Linked DNA regions of Oryzias latipes: region 1 is linked to region 2. Evidence: chromatin contacts called from public Hi-C data. All regions are on one chromosome and are shown on one strand. Each heading gives the region's core, a stretch centred on a gene start, on an enhancer-like site or on the middle of the called end of the contact. The rest is flanking DNA. Distances are from core to core; before and after follow the strand shown. Region 1 overlaps LOC101157017 (histone deacetylase 4). Region 2 has its middle 14 kb from the start of lct.

Region 1 (5,288 bases), core at 1,617-4,116, 140 kb after region 2:
CCACATCCCTGTGGAAGTGTGTGCTCGCCATGTGATGGAGGTACTCTCTCCATTTCCAGGAAAGGAGTTGTTGCAGTTGAAAATATAGCAGATGATGTCTGTTATCTTTTGAATTGCTCCTGTAAACTGCTTTTCTAAAGTCCTGGCTCAGATTTAGTTTCATGATTTTTTTAATTTTATTTTTTGTTTTTGGTGGGAAAAGCCACATCTGCACGTCAATAACCATAACTGAGGCTTTATCACTTTTGTGACTGTGATCTTGCAAATCCCAGAGTATTATTTTGTAGGAAAACATTACGTTGTTAGCGTGCTGCGACTGCAATCTGTGTTGAAAAGTTTCAATTAAAGAGGAATGTTTACAAATCAACAATGGGCGCCTCTAATTATGGATGCTCTGACTGGATATTTTCAATGTATGGAACATGTGTAAAACAAAATTCCTTTACTCACGCATTGATTCAAATCGCAGGCCATTGTGTAGATGCATATTAATTAACACATTTACAACAGACATTCCTCTGGTTACCAGGCATAAACATCATTAACAACACAGTCTAAACATTAGGACACAATAAACCCTATATATAGCTTCATTTTTGGTTTTAATGAAATCTGAACATGCTTTTTTCCTGTAAATAAGTGTTGAAGTTAAGTCGGAATCAATTTTGCACAAAGATAAACAGATTATTTGATTCAGGAAATCACATTTCGTTATGTTAGTTAAGAAAAATTGAGTTTTTCTTTCAACAAAATTCTGAATTGATCCAAGAGGCAAGATTTGAGCTTCCCACTAAATTGAAAATACAAAGTAATTGGAGCCAGGTCGGTTCACTAATGAATTAGATATTAAGCCATTTGTTCCCATCAACTGAAAAAGCTCTTATTAGTTGTTTTTCCTTCTTTTTTTTAAAGTTCAATGACTGTGTCCCAGGCCAAGATGGAGGCGACTATAAAGCTAGAGACTGGGCTTTTCAGGGGAGCTCAGTACTGTTCAGTGGGTCACATGATCAGTCTGTCTTTATTCATACAGTCACTGCACTGATCCATCATCTAGATATAATCCATTTATTCACAGAACTACACCAACCCTCACCTGTGTAGTCAACCCAGCCTTCACCTTGTTAGATATCCGTGACACACGTTCAGCTGATTTTTATTTTAAAAAGTCATTTTTGGCATTTTGGCTTCTTGGAAACAGTGGATGCTTCCTGTTTGGTAGGGGTCACTCAGTCCGGGTTTCATATACAGTCAACAACAGCCTTACTCTGAGTTGTTCGTACACTGGTGGCCACATCACAGGTCACACTGAACCATTATACAACTGACTCGGGCACGGACTAAATGCTGGATGTTGTCTCCAATTTGACTCTGCAATGGCAGACTTCAGGTCAGAGAGAAAACCGTGTTGCTCAATCGAGCAGAGTTCATCTCTTACAGGTTGACGGCTTTTGCCAGAGCTGCAGAAAAGTCAAGGAAAGCAATCAAACTGGGAGTGATAAATTCAGTTTTTGGGATCCTGACCACAAATATTTAATAATGTCCTTTTGGCGTTAGCATTATAATAAATCTTATTAAAAATAACCAATTAGGTATTTATCTATGGGGGCATTTTTTGATGAATACTTACTTTACACTATGATTGGGAATTTTACTGAAAATATGAAGCACTTGATTCATGATTTCAGTTTTTGTTCTGCCTAAATTAGCTCAGCTATTCAACACTAAAGGTAGTTGGTACTCATGGTTTGGAGGTATTATTTCATAAAGTGGCCTTAGGCAGAGCAATTAGCGCACACGAACAGACATTTTCTAATCTTTATAGTACTGTTTCCCTGTAGTTCCAGGTACCATCATGCAGATCAGTTTGCAAAAGACATTTTTCTTCACCTAAAGACTAAATTAAGTTTAGTCAGCAGTGAAAGTGGAGCTTTGACACAAAAGAATTATCCAGGAACCTTTGGCAAATCGGGGCAAAACGAATGGAAAGAAAGAAGGTAAAAGTCCCGGTGCTGTTACATTTCCACACAAGAGTCTCAGATTACTACCTGAAGCAGTCAGGTGTGTACAAAGACCTGCTCACATGACATGGTGGCTGTTCATGTGTGCGACACAGATGCAGCGAGTCAACAAGTGTCAGGTATCTGTGTCCCCAATCACATCCTCTTTCCACTCGACGTCCCACCAGGCTTCTCTCATTCCAACTGATTTACCAGGCTTATTTAGGTCCTGTATGCTTCATTTCCTTTTTAAAGGAGAATTAAAAGAGGGAGAGGGAACAAAACGCAAAAAAAGAAAGGAACAGTGAGAAACGGTGCAGCAGAAGGGGTTGAGTGTTTTGAGTTTGTTTGGAGAAGGGGGACTGGGATGAGGCAAGAGCCTGCTCTCTGACGTCAATGGACTGTTCCCTGGGCAGTGTGCCAGCCAAGTGTGTGCTTGTGCATGTCTGTGTGTGTGTGTGTGTGTGTGTCTGTGCACAAACAGTGGTCCCATCCAATCATGACCTGCACACCAAGGTTGAGGTCTTTGACGACAACGACAGGGGCAGCTGCCACAACAAGATTACGCCGGTCGTCCCTCTACGATTCCTCCTGTCTTTTCCACTCTTGCCCTCGGCTCGGTTTTCCCTTTCACCCACAGGTTCACGCTGGGCCAACTTTGCAATATAAATTACAAAGTCACAGAGATCCTGTCAGGGGTTTAAAAGCAAATTAGTACACAACTGCACATGCTTTTAATTAGGAATTGGGCAAGAATTATTGCTGCCTTTTAGTTCTTAGGAACTTTATTTTTTGAAAAGTCCTGGATTTCAAGTATCAACCAATCCTGTCTGTTTGGGAAACCTTTAGTTTTAAGATGTTTGTATCGGTGAGTCGTTAAATTATCCAGCTTTTTGTTGTTTTCCTTCAAGTTTCACGTCACTCTGCATTCGGGTCAGGATGTACATCTCTACCTCCTCCTTCATGTTTATTATCATTGTCTCATAGCACATTTTTTTGATACAATCTGGGGAGCCCTCTTGTGGATTTCTCCAGGAAAAGGCATCATAAACAAGCGTTTCTGTAAACACCAAAGGTCCGGTCGAGTATGTGAGCTCCAAGTCAGAAATGAGTTTATTTCTGGCTTCTTGAGTCCAGAGTGCAAACCAGGTTTATCAGTGGAACTGCTTGTTGTTTGCTTTTGTTTGGTTAAACTTGAGGTCTTTTACATTGTTTTTGTACTTAGCCTGAACCAGGCAGCTATTTTTGGAATGAAAACATTGTTGGCGGACACACAGCTGTTAAAGAGAGGCCGGTTGTCTTGCCTCATGCGTCACTGTCTGAGGCAATGATTGCTGTTCTTTCACGGGCTCAAGGGATTCTCCTTCCCTTGTAATTTGTTTTTGGTTTTTTGTAGCAGTAATCAACTTTCTCTCTGAAAACGTACATTGCTTCAAGCATACCTGAAGTTTTAAAAAATCGAAGTATTGGACTGACTGAGCTCCTCCATGCCGTCCTCTCAGATCATGTCCAAGCCTGGTGATCCGGCCTCGGCTGTGGGCTCCAGCGCATCATTGCCTGGCAGGCAACACCAGAGCCACCCAGAGGAGACGGAAGAGGAGCTCAGGGAGCACCAGGGACTTTCCTCATCTTCGTCGTCACCTTCCTCTGCTCCGATGCAGGAGACGAGGTTGCTAAGGGCCATCAAGCAGGAGCCACCAGATCCTGAAGAGCAGGAAGAAAGGGAGCAGAGGGAGAGGCACTCGGAGCCGGACTTCCTGTTCAAACAGGTAATGGAAGATCACGGTCAGGGGTATCATCTAATGCCTCTAAACAGAAGAACATCTTTGTAGGACGAGTATCTAAGCCCTTTAGCTTTATTCAGCAAATTTCAGAGCTGATCTTATTTAGTCTATATTCGTGTTCTTTAATTACAATTTAATGAGCTAATTGAGCATACTGTGTACGGACTCTTAAAGCCTCACTCTGATAAAAATCATGTTTTTGGTGTCTTCAGCATGTTCTTGTGGCATTTTCATCATGACAGAGGACATCTATATTCAGAAAATTAAGACCCAAAAATGACATTTTTTGAATATTTCTTTATTCAAATTATGACGTTTGAAAAATACAAACAAAAAAAAGCTCCCTGCTCCGCTCATTCTGTTGCATCCACTTGTAGACGACTAGATCCATGTCTGAGCTGGCATCTGGCTCAAATCTGTATGGCTGCAGAGCTGTAACACTGCTCGCCATTTTTTTGTTGTACCGGGAACGTTAGGTTAGGGGTGTGAGGGGCTGTAAACTAGCAGGAGAGCCTGTAAACTGAGAGCAACGGAGAGGAGAAGTTGATGCGAGGTTGCTCTGTGCCCATTGTCCCGCCCAAAACTCAGAGGCAAATTTATATGTTCTAGAAAACATACTGGTAGTTTTTTTTTATTTTGGCTAAAAACGGCATAATTGTAATTAAAAGACCACTGGGAACTATTTTACAATAGATCAAAAGATGATTGGAGTGGGACTTAAGGCAGTTTTCCACTAATTCTAGTCATTTTCATGCTTATTCAACTTATTTAGCACTTATCTTTAAGCATTCTTTCGAGGTTTTTAGCTCATTTCAGCTGTCCTGCAGCCCGATTAGATTAGCAGTTAGCTTTTTTTAGGCTTTCCTTCAACTATTGTTGCATTTCATTGGTTATATTTTCATTACTTCAAATTATTCTGCAAATTTTAGTCCACCTACTAAATTGGCCCAACTTTTTTTTAGCATTTCTCTTTTTCTAATAAAAATGCTTTGATACTATTAGGCTGATAATTCTCTACAGTTTGTTTAGCTAATGTGGAAATAACTATGCAGTTTTTATTTCTGCATACAAGCTCTTTAGAATTCTTTAAATGTATTTGACAAGCTTAGAATTTATATTAGATTTGTCCAACAAAATGTGCAATTTAAGATTTTCTGTAGTTCATTTACTTAAATAAGCGGTTTTTCTTTTGTCTTATGGTCATCATGTTTTGTTGCCTTTTTTCCCAGGAAACCTATTATTGACAACGCATATTCCAGGAAATGCACATTTATGTGGTTCTCTTCTGATTTATCGTCTTGAACTAACATGCCTGATGGTGCAAACTGGCAAAAACAAGTCCATTTGATGGCGTCTCAGAGCTTTACAAACATCGTGGTCGTGCTAACTGTAGCAGTGACAGATGGAGCATTTAACTACTGCATGAAACTCCAGCTGTTCCCCAAACGGACTGATCGGCTTGGTTTATGACAGAATTCCGACTGTGATGTTCTGTATTCCTGTCACA
Region 2 (4,783 bases), core at 584-3,083:
AAAGAAAAATTCCCCTCTACCACAGTGGACCGCACCCCCTGTGGAGCAGTAGGAGCAAAGAGAAGGTTACACATGCGTGGATTTTCCCCTTGCTTCTAACAGTCCAAAACGTCCTTCATAAGTTGACTGATTACTTTAAAGTTAAAGTGTCCCCAGATGTGCAAGCGCGAGTGTGTTTGGGAGTGATTGTGAACTCTGTGACAGACTGGTGACCCATTCGGGATGTACACCGCATTCTCCCGACAGTAGCTGGGACAGGCTCCAGCAACCCCCTGACCCTGAAAGAGATATAGCAGGTTAACAAGATGGATGGATAGATCAGATTGGGGCTATCCAATCAAATTAAAATCAAATCAATCTCGTCAGGTCATCTGATCTGCTGTGTCACCCTTTTTGGTTCGCCATGGTTTTGATCATGTTCTGGTTAATTTTTTAATGCTTAAGTTTCTCTCACCAATCCTGGTGTTCTGCATTTTTGGGTCCCACACCTCCAGTTCCTGACAGGATGGACGGATGGATGGAGTTTTGCAGTTGCATTTTTATGCATAACCAATCCAACACCACATAGAAGCCACAGTCATGTGAAGAAATGTGAAATCCTCATTAAATAATCAGCTCTGTTTTGAAAAAAAAGGTTCACATATGAATGTCAAATGTCAAATGTTTTTTTTTTATTTCTAGAAAAGAAAGTGATTAAATAAAAATCAAACTAAAACATTATAATTATTCAACGCATAGAAAAAAAGATCGGGACAGAAAATTATATTGTAATAGAGGTCAAAACTTGGACCTCCTGCCTCATATTAGCTGTTTTTGCTCCTTAGGCTAAAATCGCGTCATTGAGACACTATTTTGTGTCATCTACCAGCCCCTTAAATGTGTCTTAAGTGTGAAGTGTCACTTGGATCACTCTGTGATGTTCAAATTGATTTTAAACGTGTTTGTATCCAAATATGTGGGAAACATTCACAGGCTTTGTCCAAATTTTTTCACATGACAGTACATTTTATGGCATTTGTGCCCAAATGACTTCATCAGCTGCAGCTACAACAAAAAATGACTTTCCACTAAACAATTACAAAACGATACGCTAACCTTTCCACCCACTTTAGTATATCTAGAAAGAGATTGATCAGTTTCCTATTAACTTTGTGACATCAGTATTATATCTTTATTATATCAATAAAGATGATCACTTCTCATCCTGCTTTTAATGAAACAAAATAAAAGCTTCAGATGAACATGTAACATCATTGTTTGTCTACCTTGTTAAATCAAACTTTTGTAGTTGATTTGCTTTGATTTTGACAGTTTTATGTGATTTTATTTCAAACGTAAACATGAAAAAGCTAAATGTTTTGTCACGTCTCTGGAGCGTTTGTTCATTTCCAGGAATGACCCTTTGATGGCGACAGTGAGCTGTCTTTGTCAGAAACTGACTTTCACAGCATCTGATCATTTAGCTTAAGATCAATAACAAAAAAAAAAGGTAAACCACATCTTATTTTATCTAACCCCTTCACGCCTGAGTGTATTTCCAATTATAAAAATAAATATTCTTTAGTGTTTTTTCTATTCAAGTTTATGATGACTTAAAAAAACTGGTAGTTACCATAGCAACATATGGGGTGAAGGGATTAAGGAGGGACACCTGTATGATTTTACCTGCAACTGTGACTGAGACCGTCTCAATAGCAGAAAGCAGCTGAGTGAAACAGTACAAACAGTTCATGCCTTTTAACACCTCAAGTCTGTGCCTCCCCGCTGAGCCACCCACTTCTGTGACCTGCCCTCTCAACAGGATGTACACACTAATTGACACCACCGCCTGTTCTGCACACGCTCAGTTCGGCTTTGCACTTCACAGAGAACCACGGAGAATCTAAAGGGCCAGAGCCTGCAGGACGGCTCTGAGTCAAGCTGGAAGAAAACATCTACAAATAGTTTGATGGAACAATTCCCAGGTCGGCCTGATCAACTCATGAAAGTTTTGCTGGGTTTGCTGATGGTTGTAAAACAAAATAAAATGAGGTAAAAAATCTTAAACTATTGTTAATACATAAACACATTACAGATTGTCACAGGAAGGATCTTTAGCGCCCTCTTTTGGCTGGGACATTCAACTGCAAGCCAAAAGGCCAACAAAGGAAACTTTAGTGTCACAAAAAATTTAGACCTGAACACTTTGGAGCAGATTAAAAATAAATGCAAATGACACCAGTTTGTGAAAGTTCATGACCTTTTATTCCTTGACATTTAAAATATTCAGCTAGATATTCAGCTGTAACTCCACAGAACGTCGTGATTCTCTGTCCGAACTACAAATGTATTTGGCTCCTTTGAGTTTCATCCGTCTGGGCAATTTTTTTTTTCTGTTATCAGAAACATCACCTTTCACTATTATTGTCTTATTATAATATTTTTTAAACAACAATCAAGTCATGAAAAAATAGAAGCCGACAAAACAAAAGTTGGGCATCCAAGTTTTTCATCAAAAGCCTGAAATTTTACTTGTTTGACCATATTTGTTTTATTATTTTCAATCGTCTTTTTTTTTCTTTGCAGGTTTTACAGTATAAGTTAGTTCAGTGCCAATTTTCACAAGGAAGATTTGCCACAATTCCAGGTTGTTACGTCACTTGCCATCATCTCTCTTCATTCTTTGGCGGCCCTCCTCCTCCCTGTTCTCCACCTGGAGCCTTGCTTTGTCATGGTCTGGCCTCTAACCACCATCAACATCTGGGCTCTGGGGTTTATTCATATGAGTTCACCCCAAGTACGCCAGATGTCAAAAGACTATGGCCTTATTTCATTCCCCTTTTTTTCTGTAATGCAAAAAAAATAAATCTCCACTCGCGTTCCAAATATTTCTCCTTATTGAAGTGATAACACATTCTGGAATACTTTATTTGGTTATTTCGGTGACTGAAGTAAGTAATGTGGAAACACAAACACATCACATTAAACATGGTAAACTAACTTTTGCAGTATCTGTACTTTGTTGCATTTTATTATTACAATATATCTTTTTAATCGTAGCTTAATTATCACTTGGAACTTTGTGTGGATATCAAATATTACAGCAAAAACTGAGACATTATCACAGCAAATTGTTCTAAAAAACACTCAAAAATCCCCCGAGTTTATACGCTGAAAGTCTGACATTGCAGTGAGTTCTGATTGAAGTCCATAAAGATCCTCTCAGTTGTTTGTTATCTAACTGAAGAACATCCAACAGACTCTGATGGACCATGGTTGCTTGGTGGCAGAACTCATCTATAGACCATCTGTGACAAAAAAAATATCATTAGTGTATAAATTGAATAGAATTTAGAGAATCCCCCCAAAAAAGATCTCACAGAGGTCAAACACTCATTGATGGACCTGTTTTACATTTTATTTCTTCTTGTGCCTTTAAGCAGCTTCCTCCTAAAGACCCTTCCGACTCTTTAACTCACTGAATGCACACACACAAAAAACAACCTGCTGCTGCGTGTCGCCTCTCCATTCGACAAAAAGATTAGACCCGATGCTCCACTGTTGCTTTAATCAAATGCTTGCTGGGCGAGAGCCTCCCTTTTGAGTCATGAAGGAAGAATGATTGTGATTGCAAACTACCGCATGCCATCTTTCCTCCTGACACCCTCTGCTGCATGAGCCCCACAACAACCACACTGGCAAAGAGGAGTTTTGCTGTTTCTAAGGACAAGTCGTTTGCTGGTGTTGAACGTTCAAAGGTGATCAGCTTTCCTGTTGAGCATCACAGCAAAAACCGGCTCCCTAGAAATGAGTAAGAAATTTCTTTAAATTAAAAAAATTGTCTCACCAAAAATTTGTATTTAAGAAAAACATATATTTTCTTAAATTAAGATTATTTTCCAACTGAAAAACTTTCATGGTAAGATTTTTTTTTCTTGCAAGACAGAAAATAAGACAAATTTTCTTGAAATTTTTACTTTCCTAAGATTACGCTTTTGCAGTGTAAAGCATGTGAATGTTTTTGGAAAATAAACTAGGGGATATGCTGACACACTGTTGGTGTTTTTGTAAAAGTCCCTGGAGGGGTGGATGCGGGAAAACTTGGGAAGGATCACCTTTATTTCTAGTAAATGCTCCCTGATATTACAGGAATATTGGGTTTGAATATTTTTGTTCTGAGTCAGCAGTTGTACATGGTTTAAAAGGATTTTAGTGAATTCAAGAAACAGAAAAAACAAAAAAACTCCTGTTTTGAGATTTGTAATTAGTGATTCCACAGGAATTTAACATTATTCATTAAATGGACTAACCAACAAGTTTACAAAAACACCATCTGGGAAGAATTATGTTGTGAAGTGTTGTGTAGTGTTGTGTCTGCTACCCATGGCAACTGTACATAGGCAAGTACAGGCTACTTCTCCTTTTACTAGCCTTATTAGTGAAGTGCAACTATCCCGTCTTTGTGCGTGTTTGACCTATGAGTCATTGGATCATCATCAAGGGACTGAACTCAGTGGATGACCCACTGTTCTCCCAACACCCACTGTCACAAAAGTGACTCACGGGCGAAAATCATTTGCTCACAAGTGGACAATTTGGAAAATTTAAATGGTGCAAAATGTAGAGAAGCTACCAAAAAACCCAACATCACAACTCTCTACTGGAGAAAGATTATACTCAATGTCTGACTGCAAGGTGGTGCAGTGGTTTGCACCTCCGACTGAGTGAGGAGGCCCTGGTTTGAATCTGGGCTTCCTCCCACTACCCAGAAAGATGCTTCATAGATTTCATTGGTAAATCCAAA

The links. Hi-C and Micro-C count contacts between places; a contact is called where the count stands out from the background.
Region 1: a Hi-C map of embryo shows a contact between it and region 2, with 3 times the contacts expected there. The contact joins two enhancer-like sites. A contact is called at or near these places in 3 of 5 Hi-C or Micro-C datasets (embryo and fibroblasts).

Annotation. Positions count from the first base shown.
Region 1 is chr21:26,276,680-26,281,967 of ASM223467v1, forward strand. It overlaps LOC101157017 (histone deacetylase 4), which reads left to right. Exons shown (of 28, transcript XM_020713280.2): 14 at 3,500-3,766. Among protein-coding and RNA genes, the nearest start is that of twist2, 46 kb to the right of the region's middle. Within about 2 kb of position 2,867, at least 5 of the 8 cell types and tissues checked have an H3K27ac peak or open chromatin away from gene starts, as enhancers often do.
Region 2 is chr21:26,142,533-26,147,315 of ASM223467v1, forward strand. No RefSeq gene overlaps it. Among protein-coding and RNA genes, the nearest start is that of lct, 14 kb to the left of the region's middle. Within about 2 kb of position 1,834, at least 3 of the 8 cell types and tissues checked have an H3K27ac peak or open chromatin away from gene starts, as enhancers often do.